2 separate regions of the Mus musculus genome follow, and region 2 is linked to region 1. A link is a contact called in public Hi-C data. All regions are on one chromosome and are shown on one strand. The core of a region is the stretch at or near the end of the contact, and the rest is flanking DNA. Distances in the headings are between cores, read along the strand shown. Region 1 has its middle 29 kb from the start of Camk1g. Region 2 has its middle 28 kb from the start of Gm31870.

What was found. A called contact is a pair of places that touch in the nucleus more often than the background predicts.
Region 2: a Hi-C map of myocytes shows a contact between it and region 1, with 3 times the contacts expected there. The contact joins two enhancer-like sites. A contact is called at or near these places in 1 of 15 datasets of contacts at CTCF or cohesin (the NIH/3T3 cell line) and 2 of 484 Hi-C or Micro-C datasets (myocytes and nephron progenitors).

The regions. Positions count from the first base shown.
Region 1 is chr1:193,395,234-193,402,937 of GRCm38.p6, reverse strand. No RefSeq gene overlaps it. Among named protein-coding and RNA genes, the nearest start is that of Camk1g, 29 kb to the right of the region's middle. Within about 2 kb of position 4,002, at least 42 of the 459 cell types and tissues checked have an H3K27ac peak or open chromatin away from gene starts, as enhancers often do. A contact at or near this core is called in myocytes, where this site is marked.
Region 2 is chr1:193,623,411-193,631,138 of GRCm38.p6, reverse strand. No RefSeq gene overlaps it. Among named protein-coding and RNA genes, the nearest start is that of Gm31870, 28 kb to the left of the region's middle. Within about 2 kb of position 5,393, at least 22 of the 459 cell types and tissues checked have an H3K27ac peak or open chromatin away from gene starts, as enhancers often do. A contact at or near this core is called in myocytes, where this site is marked.

The DNA.
Region 1 (7,704 bases), core at 2,753-5,252:
TCTCCCTTCCCTTACAAGGATGCTGCTGTCCCTGGTGGGCCAGCATTCATGTAAATAACCTCTCCTAAATACACTCAATGAAAAATCAATTACATAGCAAAGTGGCTGAGGTTTGGATAAACAACCTAATTGTTCCCTCTGGGGCTGCTGGCTGGGAGATCCCAGTTGAGAGAAGAAAGAAAGCTAACATTCATTAAAGCCCAGCCTTGGGCTCTCACAGCAGCTTGAGCCCCATGGCCAGGCCTCCATGGGACCTCAGGGGAGATGCTGGCCCCCTGTACTCCTGCAAAGGAGACTGAGACCCTCTGGATCAGAGCTGACCTCTGGCTCAGCCTACTAGAAGACTCAGGTACCCCACACATACACCCCACCAGCAACCCTCCTAGCTGACCACATTTCCTCCTGAAAGGCCACCCTGCCTGTGCCCACTTGTGAGTTCTGTTCAAACTCAGACTTTCTTTCTCTTAAGTCAAGGCACTGACTCTCTCGTGACAAAGATCCTAGAAAGATGTTGCTTGACTTTTCTTCAGGGGATGTGAACAAATGTCTGCTTGGCTCAGATAGGGATCCAACAAAAGACCAAAGAAAGGATTTCATTCCAGTCTAGTTTGGTAGACAATGAGTTGAGTTAGGGTTACTTATAGAGGCATCACTAATTTATGTGCTGCACCATGAAGAGAATACTCTCTCCTAGCAACTGTTAGCTGCCCATCAGTCCCCGGGGAAGGGAGGGTCTCTGGGGTCCTGGCTATGCTCTATGATGGAAGGTTAGTGGATCTCCTTTGTGTAATCACAGATGCTGAGGGCCCAAGAGGGTCATGCCTGGAGGACAGCATTCTACAATAGAAGCCACATAAACCTGCGTCCTGGGCTGAAGAAGATGTGGACAGAAGAAGGCTGGAAGAAGAGTCACCTTCACTCAGGAAACCTTGAGAAGAAGCTGTGTGCCCCGAAGTCCACACTCCAGCTTGCTCCCAGCTGGAATCATCTATGTGCCAAGGGTGACAGATGGGTATCCAAGGTTAAATGAACACAATTCAGTTCCAAGCCTGGCCTCTGGGGGAACACATGAGCACATCTGCCAGTTATGGACGACAAACTGTCCCCAGGTCTGACCATACAGCCACGGGAGCAATGGAATAATTGAGAGAACCCTGAGCAGACTGGAGACACCCAATGCCATTTCTCACGCGCACACGCACGCGTGTATGTGTGTGTGTGTGTGTGTATGTGTGTGTGTGTGTGTGTGTGTGTGTGTGTGTGTGTGTGTGAGAGAGAGAGAGAGAGAGAGAGAGAGAGACCTTACATGAGTGTGCTCCCAAATCTTCTTATCCAAATACATTTGCAAAACATTGCAAACACTATGTAGTTTTCCACATTGTCTGTCATCAGTGTCCATATTAACAGCCTCTAGCAGAAAAACCTGTTCCCACCCATCTCTAACCTGGCACTTCAGGACCCACATCTCCGCCACCCCCAGCATGGGCCACAGCACATGCATATTCAAGCACAGAAGCAGCAGAAAGCATCTTTTCACACCTCGTGAAACCATATTCTTCCAGGTGTTTCTGAGCACGTCTGACATAAACTCATAAGCCTCCACTTATTGAAACTCAGAAATGCCAACACCTGAGCCGTTCAGTCCAAACCATCAATCATGCGTTTAATATCATGGGCGACACAACAATTGTACTTTCTGTTTAGTTGCTGATGCTCAGGAGAGATAAAAGCACAGCAGCCATGCAGAGAAGCATCCACACTCCTCAAGGCCCCGCCGAGTGTGTGCCCTCCAGCTGCCCACCACTCCTTGGTGTCTGTCTCGTCTATGTCGATCCAGTCTATGCCCTGTGGTGAGTTATGTCTCCTCTAGCTCTCCTTAGAAGTCTCCCAAGGACTCAAACAAAAAGCCAAAATGTGCAAGAATTAGCTGGTAGAAGAGGCGTGGCTGGACGCAGAAGCCCAGCAGCCATTATCATCTCCTGTATGTAGTGAGTCTGCAGCCAAGCAAACCTGAGACCCACCAGAACACAGCCATCAAAGGAGTCCTTTCCCACTGAAAAATCCTGCTAACACTGACTAAGTCCCTTCCTCACACAAAAAACTTAACTCCTGTCAAGAGAAACACCAATGAATTCCTGAAGGTATCAATGACTGATACTTTTTCCTGAAAATAATTATATCGAAATGCTCTTCCTCGCCTATCTAATACTCCTAGCTCATCTGTCTTTATATATATATATATATATAACTAACCACAGACCAAAGAAACAATTCCACTGTGGTAAGAGTTACTTGTGGGAACATGTGTGACTCAGACAGCTGCCTAGGCAGAAAGCTGATAGAATCATGGAAGCTGAGTCCCTAGAGTTCCCTGTATGCCCTGGAGACAACTGTTTCACAAAAGAGGAAGGGGAGGGACCTGGTAAGTCACATGACTCTCCTGTGTCACTCATGAGCCATCAACAAGGAATGTTTCAACAGATTTTAGTCTACTCTGAGATTCTCTGTCATCTGTTTCACATATTCATACAGTGTGGTCATGTGATTTATCATAAAATATATTGTTGCCAGATTGTCATTGTTATTCATTTATGCAGCTCCATACTTAGTTAACTTGGAGACAAGGTCTCATGTATCCTAGGCTAGCCTCAACCTTTCTATGTAGTCAATCAAAGCTGATTCCCCCTGCCTCCACTTCCTGACCACTAGGATTACTATGCCACCATGCCCAGCTTATTCTGGCTGGGGATCAAGGGCTTTGCAGATGTTAGGCAAGCATTCTACCAACCTAGCTCCATCCCCCTACCTAACCTAGGGCTTAATACATACTGAAAGTATAAGAACTCTAGTGTGGAGCTATACCTCCATCCCTATATCAGATCAATTATGAATAAAAAAACCTTATTGCCTTCAGTGATTCCTGCCTTGTATTCATCCTTTCTGTATGAAGATCTGAGTCCCAGACCTGCCATTTTCTTCTCTCTAAAGAACTCCTAACATTCTGTCAAGGGCAATAGTCTCCCTTATCTTGTGTCTACCTGAGATAGTCTGTCTCCTCTTCTGTAGGATCGCTCTTAGGTCAGAGTCTTAGCTGGTGGTTGTCTTCTCAACACTCTACATGCTTGACCCTCCTGTACTCCGCTTGCATGGTTTCCATAATGACCCTGATATAATTTTTACTTCAATTCTTTGCTAAGAATGATACTTCCCTTTCTGGCATCTTTGAAGAACATTTTCTCGTCTTTGGCCCTTAGCATTCTGAATCTGGTGTGCCTACATGTACACTTTTGGGGATACCCCACTTGGTATTCACTGAGCTTCCTAGATCTGGGATTTGGCATCTGTCTCTAATTTTAGAAAGTTCTGACCCATGCTAGATGCAGATATTCTCTCTGGCCCTCCCTCCTTTTCTTCCTGGTTTCTGGAAACATGTGGGCTCTATCCTCACAGTGAGATCCATATGCTGGAGACATCATTGTCTGAGAAGCTGTGCAATACAGATAACCTGAGCTTACACTAGCCCAGACCCTGACCCTAGGACCCAGCATCTTAGTGCTTAGTGCTTAGTGCTTAGTGAGCAGTGAGCAGTGAGCAGTGAGCAGTGACAGCCTTTCTGTGCAGATTTTGCATGCAGAAGTCTGAGAGCTATTAGCAGAAGTGTGACCGTGACCTGGAGCCACATAGCATGCCACAGTGGTGACAGAGGAAAGGGGAGCTTTGACCACTGGGAACAACTGTGAGCCTGGAAAAAGTCAATAACACTTTGTACTGGGCCTCATGTGCCTTCAGTGAGGTCTAAAGAACGACATGATACTAAGTCCTAGTGTGCTACCTAGTCTTCTGCCTTCCCTTAACTCTTTTCCCAGACAGCAACCCCCATACTAGACTTTAAAATACCCTGGGAGCTAATTGAAGATGACTTTAGACCTGCTAAGCTAGAATCTCTACTAAATCATACTTAGCAAATCCCCTGGGTGTTATGACTCAGCCAGTGCATGACCTGGGGGTATGACATCACTTATGGAGCCTGAAAGTCTAGCCTGTGAGTTAAAGCTCAACACTACCCCATCCCCAAACCCATCTGATATGCCCAGCCATGCTTAAACAACCTCTGATTTAGCTTCCTTCCTTTCCTCCCCAGGAAGGAAGGAAGGAGCCTTTCATACCCTCAGAGGAGTTCTCCAGGGCCTCAGAACTGAGTGTCAGATCCTATGCAACTTCCCTGAATGCCTATAAAGTTATCAAGCACAGTATGTAATGCCCCTGGATTTTGTGACACTGGTTAATAGATACACTGCCTCAAAGATATAGCCATTTTGCTCCTCCTAGCTCATCAACCCCTGGAAGTCAACTATGGAGATGTGACCTCTCTCAGAGGTTCCAATTTGTCACCTTCTGTCTTGTTAGGGTTTTGTTGCTTTGAGGAGACACCAGGACCACAGCAACTCTCATAAAGGAAAACATTAAGGAGCTGGCTTACAGGTTCAAAAGTTTAATCCATTATCATCACGGCAGGAATCATGGCAGTGTGCAGGCAGACATGGTGGTGGAGATGCTGAGAGTTCTACATCTTGATCCACAAGCAGCAGAAAGGAACCATGTGCCACACTAGGTATAGCTTAAGCAAAAGAGACCTCAAAGCCTGTCCTGACAGTAACACACTTCCTCCAATAAGGCCATCCCTCTTAGTAGTGTAACTCCCTATGGCCAAGCGTTCACACATATGAGTCAATGGGGACCATACCTACTCAAAACACCACACCCTGAACCCCAGGTTCCCATAGGGCTAATGCCATCCTGCTCTATAGCTAGCACCCTGATTGTCTCCAGACTTTCATTAATTGACATCATAAGACTGCTTCTGCACCTCAGCCAGCATGCTCCAGTCCTACACCCTAACAAAGATACCATGTGAGGGCTAGCCTCTTGTCTGTCTGTCTGCCATTCCAACACCCCTAGCATTCCTGTCTGTTAGGGATCTGGAATCATGCTGGGGAGGTTTGCATATCCAAGTATCCAGACATGTGTCAATATGAAAGGGAACTCTGTTGGTCCTATAACTTTCCAGGGTAGATCATGTCCAATTTTTTCAACTTCTCATTCCCACAAGAGCAGGGGCTGGGCATTTGGGGTGTGCTGGAAACATTTCCTGTCAGGACCAGCTTAGGGTCAGGACTCTGCAAAGAGCTAATATCTTCTGTCACAGAGACCCCTTATTCCTCACACCCTCCAACCTTACTCCTGCCCCAGACTGCCATAAGCACCTGGCTCCCATACAAATTTAGAACACCCAATCCAAAGGGCTTCACAAATTCGACTTATTGAGTATCACCTGGTGATACTGAGTATCGCTAAGCCCAGAAACAACAACAGAAATGAGAAGATACCTGAGAACAATAATTATTAGAGATACCAGGCTGCTTAAAAGGCAAAGGAGGCTGGGACTTGGTTCAGTGAGAGATGGTAGGAGAATTATTCAGGAAGAAAGTAGAGTTTTACTTAAGCTGTGGGAAACTCACAGGTGATGTACAGGGAGAGCAAACAGGAAGCTGACAGAAGGCAGAAGGCAGCCTGGGCCAGCCAGGGGCTGTCTGAGAGGAGCAGGTGGCTTGAAGACCCATAGGAATAACAGGAGCCAAGGCTGCCATAAAGAGGACCAGGTGCCATACTACAGGCCAGGAATGTGGGCAGCAGACAGGTCCCAGAGTAACAGGCACCTCTCTCACCATGCACATATCTGCCCACATGCAGGCCTCTGCAGAATGTAAATCCCCTGGGCATACACTTCATGGGACAGCAGCCTCCAAAGCTACTGCTAGGGCCAACCCCAGAGGGTGACTGCCTGCCAGGACACACAGCAGTTTGACAGGCTCCTGGTGCTCAGATCAGATCTCTCTCCACCCAGAAAGCATAGCCCCCTCCTGAGCTTTTGCTCTTCAGAGCTCCCAAGAGTGAATGTCCAGACAGGACAGCTCTCTCTACCCTCTACCAGGGTTTCATAAGCTTCAGAGGCAAAGAGCTCTGTCCCTGTGGTGTTCCTCGTTGAATAATTCCTGGCTGTCTGCAGTAAGCTCTTTCATGTTCACAGTCCTCCTCCCACACTGACAGCAGCCTGGCTAAGCCACTATCCACTCACCTGGATAACTAGAACCTTCCCCCTGGTCTTTCTTCATTAGCCGGGCTCCTGCTCCTCTCTCCGTTTTCTGCAGAGAAGCCAGAGCAGGCTATCTTCAGCACAGTCCCACCAGGTCACATCCCCCTGTTAAGCCCTTTCCTAAGATTTCAGGGCACTTCACACTCCATTCCAGGACTGAGACATAATGCAGCCTCTGGCCTCTCTGGCCTTGGCTCTTACCAACCCTTCCTCAAACCCCATGCTCAACCATGAAATATCACTTTATTTCACCACATCTAGAGAGCCCTGGTTGCTTGTGTTTACGTGGAACATTCTCATCACCCCGGGTGGTGCTTGCCAATAGAAGGAGAACAAGAGCCTTGGGTATAGCCAAATTTTCAAAAAGCTATCATTAAAAAAATATAAAAAAATTTTTAAGAAGCAAAAGAATTGGACGGGGCTCCTGATTAGTAATACTACTCACAACTCCATCTTTCCCAGAGTTCCAATTTTATTATTTTATTTGACTCTTATCAAATGCATCCTTTCTTGTGCTATCTTTAGAACCTAGTATATATTTTACAAACCCAGCACACAAACTTGGGACAAGACTCCCATACTAGATATACACGGCTGTGGCTTGTGTGCTGGACAGAGTAAGCCAGGACAGCTGTTTCTTCTGTAGCCAGTGTTCATTAGCTCAGGCCTCAGCAACAAGTGCCTAAGCGTCTCTTCTTTCTGCTCTGGTAGCTCCACCTCAGATCATGCAGGCAGCTGTAACAGGCCTGAGATATAGGTGCAGCAGGCTTGAATTGTGGCAAAGGTCCCTGTTCTGGCTAGCTCGTGTCAACTTGATACAAGCTAAAGTCATCTGAGAGGAGGAATCCTCAATTTTTAAAAACGCCTCCGTAAGATCAGGCTATAGGCAAGCCTTTGGACATTCTCTTAATTAGTGATTGATGGGGAGGACCATGCCCATTGTGGATGATGCCATCCCTAGGCTGGAGATCTTGGGTTCTATAGGAAAGCAGGGTGAGCAAGCCATGATGAACAAGCCAGTAAGTAGCACCTCTCCATGGTCTCTACATCAGCTCCTATCTCCATGCTTCTGACATGTTTAAATTCCTGTCCTGATTTCCTTCAATGATGAATAGTGCTGTGGAAGTGTAAGCCTAATAAACCCTTTCCTCCCCAACTTGTTTTTGGGTCATGGTATTTCATCTCAGAAAAAAACAAAACAAAACAAAACACAACAAACAAACAACAACAAACCCTGTAACTGTTAACAGTCCCCTACCAGCTTACAACCCATCATTTCCACCATGTTCTCTCATGGTAGACAGGGGAAAGGGCTCCCTCAGGCTTCTTTCATTGGAGTGTATCTCCTAGTCTAAGCAGAAGGCTCTACCTTCTAATACCATTACCTGAGGGGTGACGCTTTTAGGGCGTGAGTGTTGTGGGTAGCGACATCTGACCACAGTTCCTCCAACCACAAAGCTTCTCCTGGTATGGAACGTTCATGTCAGTGGGATTCCAGACTGTTAGCTTCATGAAGTCAAGGAATATATTTGAGTGCTGAACCCAGCACC
Region 2 (7,728 bases), core at 4,144-6,643, 230 kb before region 1:
TCCTCCGCATCCTTGGCATTTGGAAAATGGCAGGTACTCAACAAAAATTTGCTGAACCAAATTCAAACAAAATTTTTTTAAAAAACAAAAAGGGAAAAAAAGGAATGCACGGGATCTCGGTTCTACCTGCTAGATAAATAAGCTTAGAGAGTATTTGCTCTCACTGAAGAGTGAATGCAGCTTTTCATAACCATAGAAATATGCCTGAGGCAACTAACTGCACTGAGTGTACAGAAAGGCTTGCTTAGCTCACACAAAGTAAGTGCAGATCTGACACTGGACAGTCACATTGTTTTGGCTTCTGGGGAGGGTGGTGGGTACACAAAAGATTCGAGATCACCTTTCAAACTGAAGCAGAGAGACTGTGAGGGGTGGAGTCCCATGAGCTCCTCAGGGGCATACCACCAAAAGCCTAAGTCCACCCACTAGCCACATCTCTGAAAGATTCTGCCTCATTTCTGCTACATTTAGACTCCAGATACAGTCCTTTGGGGACAATAAAAGTACAGTCAAAAGCCAGAGTAATAGGTAACAATGTTGTTTTCTGAAGTCAAGCATTTGATACTTCTATGAGAAATTTATATTCTTCGACCCCATGAAGACAGAAAATATATCAAAAGCATCCTGTCGAGCATGGAAAACTTGTGAGTGGACAATCTTCTCTGACTGAATATTTGGATCAAATTCTCCCATCTGCTACAAAATAAAATACAGACACAAACTTCCCCCTAAGGAAGAATGGTAAAGGACAAACCAAGAAACTGGGACACACAGTTCTATCTGCAAATCTCCTTCCATGTATATATTAAATGGCACTATTTGAAGAGATAAGAACTATTTATAAAAGCAATTTTGTGCCTTTCCTATAGCATATGAACTTAAATTATGTCAAGTATGGTATGTAGAAGATTAAATGTAGCATTAGAGCTGGAGTATAGGTATTGAGGATCTAGTCAGTGGTAGAATGCCTCACAGAGGCAAAGCTCAGGGTCTAGTCCCCAGAACTGGGGATAAAAATAACCTGAGTACAACCAACTGTCCCAGACGAGATACCAGAAGTAACTGCTGGAATGTGGCCAGGTTATTTCAACTCTTGGTCTAGGGGAGAGTTTCTGATTGCAGCAACTTCTGGGATAATGCTTTCATGACCCTACAGTACTCACACAAATTTACTGGTCATCCCACTTTACCAAAGAAGAAGGTGGCAGTCTCTTTCCCGCACTTAGGTTCTTTGAAAGGAAGAGAGAATCATAATTGCACACATAGATAATATTGCCATCTTAGGCTCTGTGTGGAATCACATCTGAGACATTTATGGTCTCCCTCAGAGTGATTCAAGAGGCAAGTTTAACAATAAATGTCAACTCCTGTTACCTGGAGTGCTGTACACAGATCACACAAAAGTGGAAAGGCACCATGCTTCAGGAATAAAGTGAATTCTACACACACTGAGAAAACCAGAAGCTCAACAGGTTCTCTAGACCCTGCTTTATACTTCAGTCTTTGTGTTTGAATTCAAACTGGTCAAAACTATCTGAACTCATGGAGACCAAAAGCACCTAAGCAATTAAACCAGAAGGTGAAATGTGCTGGTGCCTAGGATATGTGTGTAAGTTCAAGGTCCTCTGAGATGCAGTCATCGAGACTAGATAAAACATGACAAAGAAGCTCTGTCAGTGGAAATGCCTAGGTGGGGAAGACAACAGGGAAGGCAGAGTACTGTCAGACTTCAGGAAGAATCTGAGATATGCACATGTGTAAACACACGTGCACACATATAGGAAAGTTGGTTAGAAGGATCTTGAGACACCATGAAATCCCAGGATGGTATAGCAGGGCCTCAGGGGTCATGAAGACAAAACCAGAAGTTGTTCTCTCCCAGAGGTAACAGATGGGCACCACTATCAGATATGTGGCCCTAGCATGAATGGAGCAATGGGTTCAGCAACTGGTGTCCTTAGTTAACCTTCCTCCCTGGATCTGAGGTGTGCAAGGGACATCTCCTCAACTGGCTCACTATAGCTTCCAAACAGTGTCAATATAGTTAGTAAGGCATGTCTCCAAAGTACATAACAGTACTCTTTACACCTTTTAAACAAGAAATTAACAATCCCCAAAGAGCTAATTAGTGGTGATTCAGAAAACAACTGTCCTACCTTCTGGCTGTAGAGTCTGCTTTTCTCCTCTTAAGGAGCAACATATCTCAGAACCAGAGTCAAGCAGCACTAAACCCTCAAATTCTGAGCATCAGAGGAAAGCTCTAGCTTGATCCTATGAAAAGTCATCACCAGTCCTCAAACAGGCACTAAATGCATTTCCAAGGGCTATCTTATTATTAATACTAAACATATCCCTTAGTTAAAAGGTAGGAAATGTCTGAAGGGTAGAGCTAGTAAGGTTCAGCCAGTTCCAATGCCCTGATCATGATAAATGCCAGGTGCTAATGCCTGGGGAATGAGAATACACCCCCAGAAGAGTATGTACAGAAAGTCTTCCAGGTTGGTGACCCCCAAATTAAAAGAGAACAGAAGAGGTCAGCTGTTTCTTCGATAAACAGGGCCAATGCACACAGCTTTCAGCAAGAAACCCACAAGACCACTTTGTCCCAGGTATGTCTGTAGGTGAGTGAGATAAGCCTCCGTGGAATAGAGAGTGATTTGCTTACTTTTTATTCCAAAGGCAAGTTCTAAGAAGAAAGGAAACTACTAAGGATGCCTAGCAAGGAGTCAGTCCATATGTGGAGGTCAGTTTAAGGAGTCAAGACCTGAATTTTCAAGGCCAAGAAGGACAGGTAGACCAGGAATCAAGACATCCAATAGAAACCAAGAGGTCAGGAGCTGATTTTATGTCCATTGGCCTTTCTTCACATGGCAGGGCAGAAAAGCTAGAGGCAAGAACACACTGTGGTCTATAGGTAGACAATCTGGGAACAGGACTTCCTTGTTTCTTTCCCTAAAATGCCTGGGAGCCACTATGACAACTTATATCCCAACTTATATTCCCAAACTTGTTCCTCCCAGAATGGAAAAGCACCCCACTACCTAGAGCCAAGAGTAAACCAAAAAAGAGTAAACAAAACAGAGAGCCAGCAGTGGCCAGATGACAGCAGAGGAAAAGAGAAGGAAGGCAAAGTGGTCCCTGCTCTCCTGAGAGAGGAGGGAGGGAGACGGCTAATACATCACTGGCTGCTGCTGAACGGTTTACAAAAATCCGGTTATATTTTTTAATCATCTTGCATTTTAGACCTTTAAAGTACAAATATGGATTTCAAACATATCAAGGGAACAAATTAACTTAGAAAAATGGTAATGCTTTCCAAGGTTGCACCTGCCACGAATTGCTCCAAGTTTGCATTTTCCCCAGGTCTCTGGTGTGTCATTAGGCCAGATTGATTACGCTCCTCCCCCGAACGGCTTCCCCATTAGAGGGTTATTGTATGGAAATTAATGGAAGGTTGGGAACATTTTTTTGCAGCTGCAGTAGTTGGAGTCAGTTTTGATTAAGCGATAGAAACGCGGCAGACGGGGAGATCTCTTTGCTTTAGCTGCCTTCTTCATTATCACTGAGTCGAGCCGAGCGCTAGCTCTGCTCCCTGTGTGGATCTGTGGCTGCCTTTCTGATGATGCTGTTTACACTAACTCATCCCTGTATTCTTTTTAATGTCTCCCAACTCGATCTCGGCATTAGCGCTCAAATTTGACGGGCAATGTAAAACTACTCTATCTATCCCTCCTTCCCTCTGCATGCCAGGGTCCCTCCTCCCTATACCCCTACTTCAGAGCTGCTCTTTGAAGATGCAAGAATAGGGCTAATATTGTTGTTCTCAACCACTCCATCCTACTTATCCCTTAAGAGAAACTACTGAAGAGCCCTAAAGCAGCAATCAAAGTCATAGCAGCCCCGGGGGACCAAAAGGTGCAAATTGAGCCTTGGACTGGCTGTTCAGCTGTTCAGAGTGCTGAAGAGTGAGAGCTGACAGCTTTCCTCTCCTCTGGACCTGTCAAGAGCTTGCCAACATCCCAGAAAAACTGGAGCTCTAGCAGATTAGGAGTTGATCTGCTTGTCACAAGGGGTCAATGTCAGTCTGCAGCAGTTGAGAGCAACTAGAACTGACAAAACAGGAAGAAAATGATGGAAGACATGGTGCCTGCAGAGGGACTGGAGGCAGGATTGGAGAGTCTATACAGGGTAGGGGTAGGGATGATGTTGCCTTCCCAGCCTGGTCCCTATAGATCTCTTCTTGCTCTTCTTTTCCACATGGTACAGTCTTCTTTCTTTCTTTATTTCTTTCTTTCTTTCTTTCTTTCTTTCTTTCTTCCTTCCTTCCTTCCTTCCTTCCTTCCTTCCTCTCTCTCTCTCTCTCTCTCTCTCTCTCTCTCTCTCTCTCTCTCTCTTTTTTTCTATTTTTTCCTCTCTCTTCTATTTTGTAACTTTAGAGCATCTCTGCCAGGTATTGTACTAGATGCTGAAGCCGAAAAATGACAAAGTTGGATAGAGAAGGCCAATATGTAAACAATGACAACAAAATAAATGATTTGTGAAGCACTGATAAGTCCTCCATCGATATATTTAATTGCTTTGGGAAAACAGCAAAGTAAACAAACTGGATCTAGATCTGCCTGTCTCTAGATCTAGATCTGCCTGGATCTAGAAAGAGGGAAGAGGAGAGGAGATAGTCCAGATGAGGCAGCCCTACAACTGGTGGTACAGAATGTGGAATTCTGGGGGAGAGGCCAGCATGAGTTAAAGGGCAGAAGATAAAGGCATGCACACACAGAGAACAGTGCTCTTGTGGTTAGCTGGGATGTTCAGAGCAAACAGTGATGGGAGAAGATGAGAGTAAAGAACCAGAGATTGATAGTGAGCAAGGCACATTAAGAACCTGGAATGGAACAGTGAAGACTCTGGGGGCCCTGGAGGGATTTTAGCTAACACTAATTTACTAACTTGGAAAGTTTTAGTAACATCATTACTATGCTGTTTTAGAAAGTGCACACTAACAGTGGGGTAAGAGAGAGACAGATGTCATGGGAGCTCATACCAGAGCAGAAGGTTGGGGTAAGTACTCACAAAACCTCTAAAATCCTCCGACCAAAAGAAGGTCCAAACTTGTCATAAACCAATCCCAGAATCCTCTATGCCAAGGACATGTTTTAAAAGTTAACTTTTAAGAACCACACATGTCATTCTTTAGTAAGTTTCTAGACATGACTGAATAACACTCTCTGCCTCTAGCTAGTGAGGACAAGGGTCAACCTAAAATAGATATTTGCCAGTGGTCAAGATTGGACTCTTGGTTCCCAGCATGATTGATGCTTCTAGGACAACCTCCAAGTGGGTCACACAGCCCACACCGCCAACCTATGAATCATCTCCTTAATCCAGGGAGAAAATTAGCCTCAGCCTTTGAAGAGTGACGTCTGCCCCTGAGCTACAGTCCTTCTGCTGAGCAAGAACAGGCCTGATTTCCCTCTCTGAGACTCAGCTTCTGTTTAGGGAACATTTACATTCCCCAAATCTGCCCCACTCCTGCTGGGCACCTACTCAGATCACTTCCTTATCACAGAGCCTATGTCTCAGGCCCCCACCTTCCACACCAGCCATACTGGGATAAGCAGCTGCCTCGGAGAAAACCTGGGGTTACAGAAAAAAGCAACAGCCAATTGACCGAAGCTATCTCACATTCCGCCTGCTTTAAGCAGGCTGGGGATTAACTGCGGACAGCTCCGAAATGATATAGTAGGAGGCAATTTCTCTTTTCCCTCATGGGCAGCCACCTTCCACCTGGCAGAGTAATCCTCAAGGCTGGTTTGGGAATGCAGCTCATCTAGGTTCCTTTAATAGCCTTAAAGGGACAAGCTGCTTTACCAAGGTCGAGGATTTATGACCCTGATAGCAACCTCTAGAGGAAAGTAGGAAGCATGCAGCTCAGGGCTCTCCTTCCCATCCCACGAGACATTCAGCTATAAATTCCTCTCTCTCTCTCTCTCTCTCTCTCTCTCTCTCTCTCTCTCTCTCTCTCTCTCTCTCTCTCCTCTCCTCTCCTCTCCTCTCCTCTCTCCTCCCTCTCTCCTCTCTCTCCTCTCCTCTCCTCTCTCCTCTCTCCTCTCTCCTCCTCTCTCCTCCTCTCTCCTCTCTCCTCTCTCCTCTCTCCTCTCTCCTCTCTCCTCTCTCCTCTCTCCCCTCTCCCCTCTCCCCTCTCCCCTCTCCTCTCTCCTCTCTCTCTCTCTCTCTCTCTCTCTCTCTCTCTCTCTCCTCTCTCCTCTCTTCCTCACTCTTTTCTGTCTCTTTCCACACACATTAGAATAGTAAAAAGTCTGACAAAATGCCTGAAGACTCACAAGTATTGTTGCAAGAGTGAAGTTGAGGCTATTTTGTCCCCTGGAGAGCCTGGGGTGCTTACCCTGGGTTTAGTTGCTCAAGTGAACTGCCACCTACTGCTTTGAAAAGCACATGATGCCAGGTCAAAGTGCCTCACAGGTTGAAGAAATGGCTGTTTTGGAAACAGGACTATAATTATACCAAGTTTATGAAAGACCTCACAGTTGAACACCCATCCCTGATCCCACTTGGGGTGCCTGTTCTATACAAGATCAGAGCTCAGTGAGCATTAAGGGCACGGGGTGGGGGGCTGATTAAGATTCTGGAAGGAAAAGACAAGGTCATGTGTCAGCAGCCTTCTACTACAGACAAGGGTATGGGTGTAGGTAATACTGGGCAGCATCATGATGAATGTCCAGTCTTTAGCCATCAGCCAGCTGAGCTACAGAGTGCAGATCTGGCCACACTGAGTGTTAAGTACTAGATTTCAAGGAGAGCAGATCCCTAAGATGCCAGATGGGTCAGCAGGGAATATGATGAGGGCAGTTTAGGAATTCAGATAAATGATTGATTTCTAACTGCCATAAAGATCCTTTGATATTTCAATAACCCCCTAGATCAAGTAACAACACTAATTGGTCATGAACTAGAGCCAAAGTTAAGCAGGCATCAGATGATCAGGTGAGTTGATCTAAAGGGGCAGTAGGAAGAGCCATCACCAGGGGCTAGAAAGGACAAGAGCCAGTCTGTGCCAGGAACAGGTACCCAATCAGAATCACAGACTTGGATTTTAGAACTGACTCCATCTCTTTCTATTAACCCTGGGACGTTAGATAAAACAAATATGGCCGATACAATGTGGAATGAAGAAGCACTGCAGTGCAAGACAGGCAGGCTCAGACCAAGGAAGGCTGTGCCAAGCCCAGAGATGTGAATCTGAAAACCACACCAGAAAGAAGGCAATAACACCAGAATCACAGGGTAATAATAATGTCAGAGGAGGCAGACTTTGAGCTCCTGGGCATCATGTCCCTGAGTAGATGTTTGGCTAGAGATTTAAACACCGTTGTTGTCACGTGCCCAGAAGGAAAATGCCACCAGCAACATTTAACAGCCCTGGTTTAATAATAAATCACCATGGCACAGAAAATGGAGTAAGGGGTGAAAAACAATAGATTATTTGTTTTGGCTTCTTTTTAAGAAATGAATTTGAGTTGTGGGTGTATCTGAGAAGATGGAGGGGTGATTGGGGGTGAATATGATATAAATGTATGAATTCTCAAAGAATTAATAAAAAACTTTATAAATTTTTAAAAAGAAATGTGCTCAGAGCAAGAATGTAAAAGAATGGTTCCCTTCCTCATAAAGCCACTGTCCACAGATCACTAAATTTCTGGGTATGGGGTG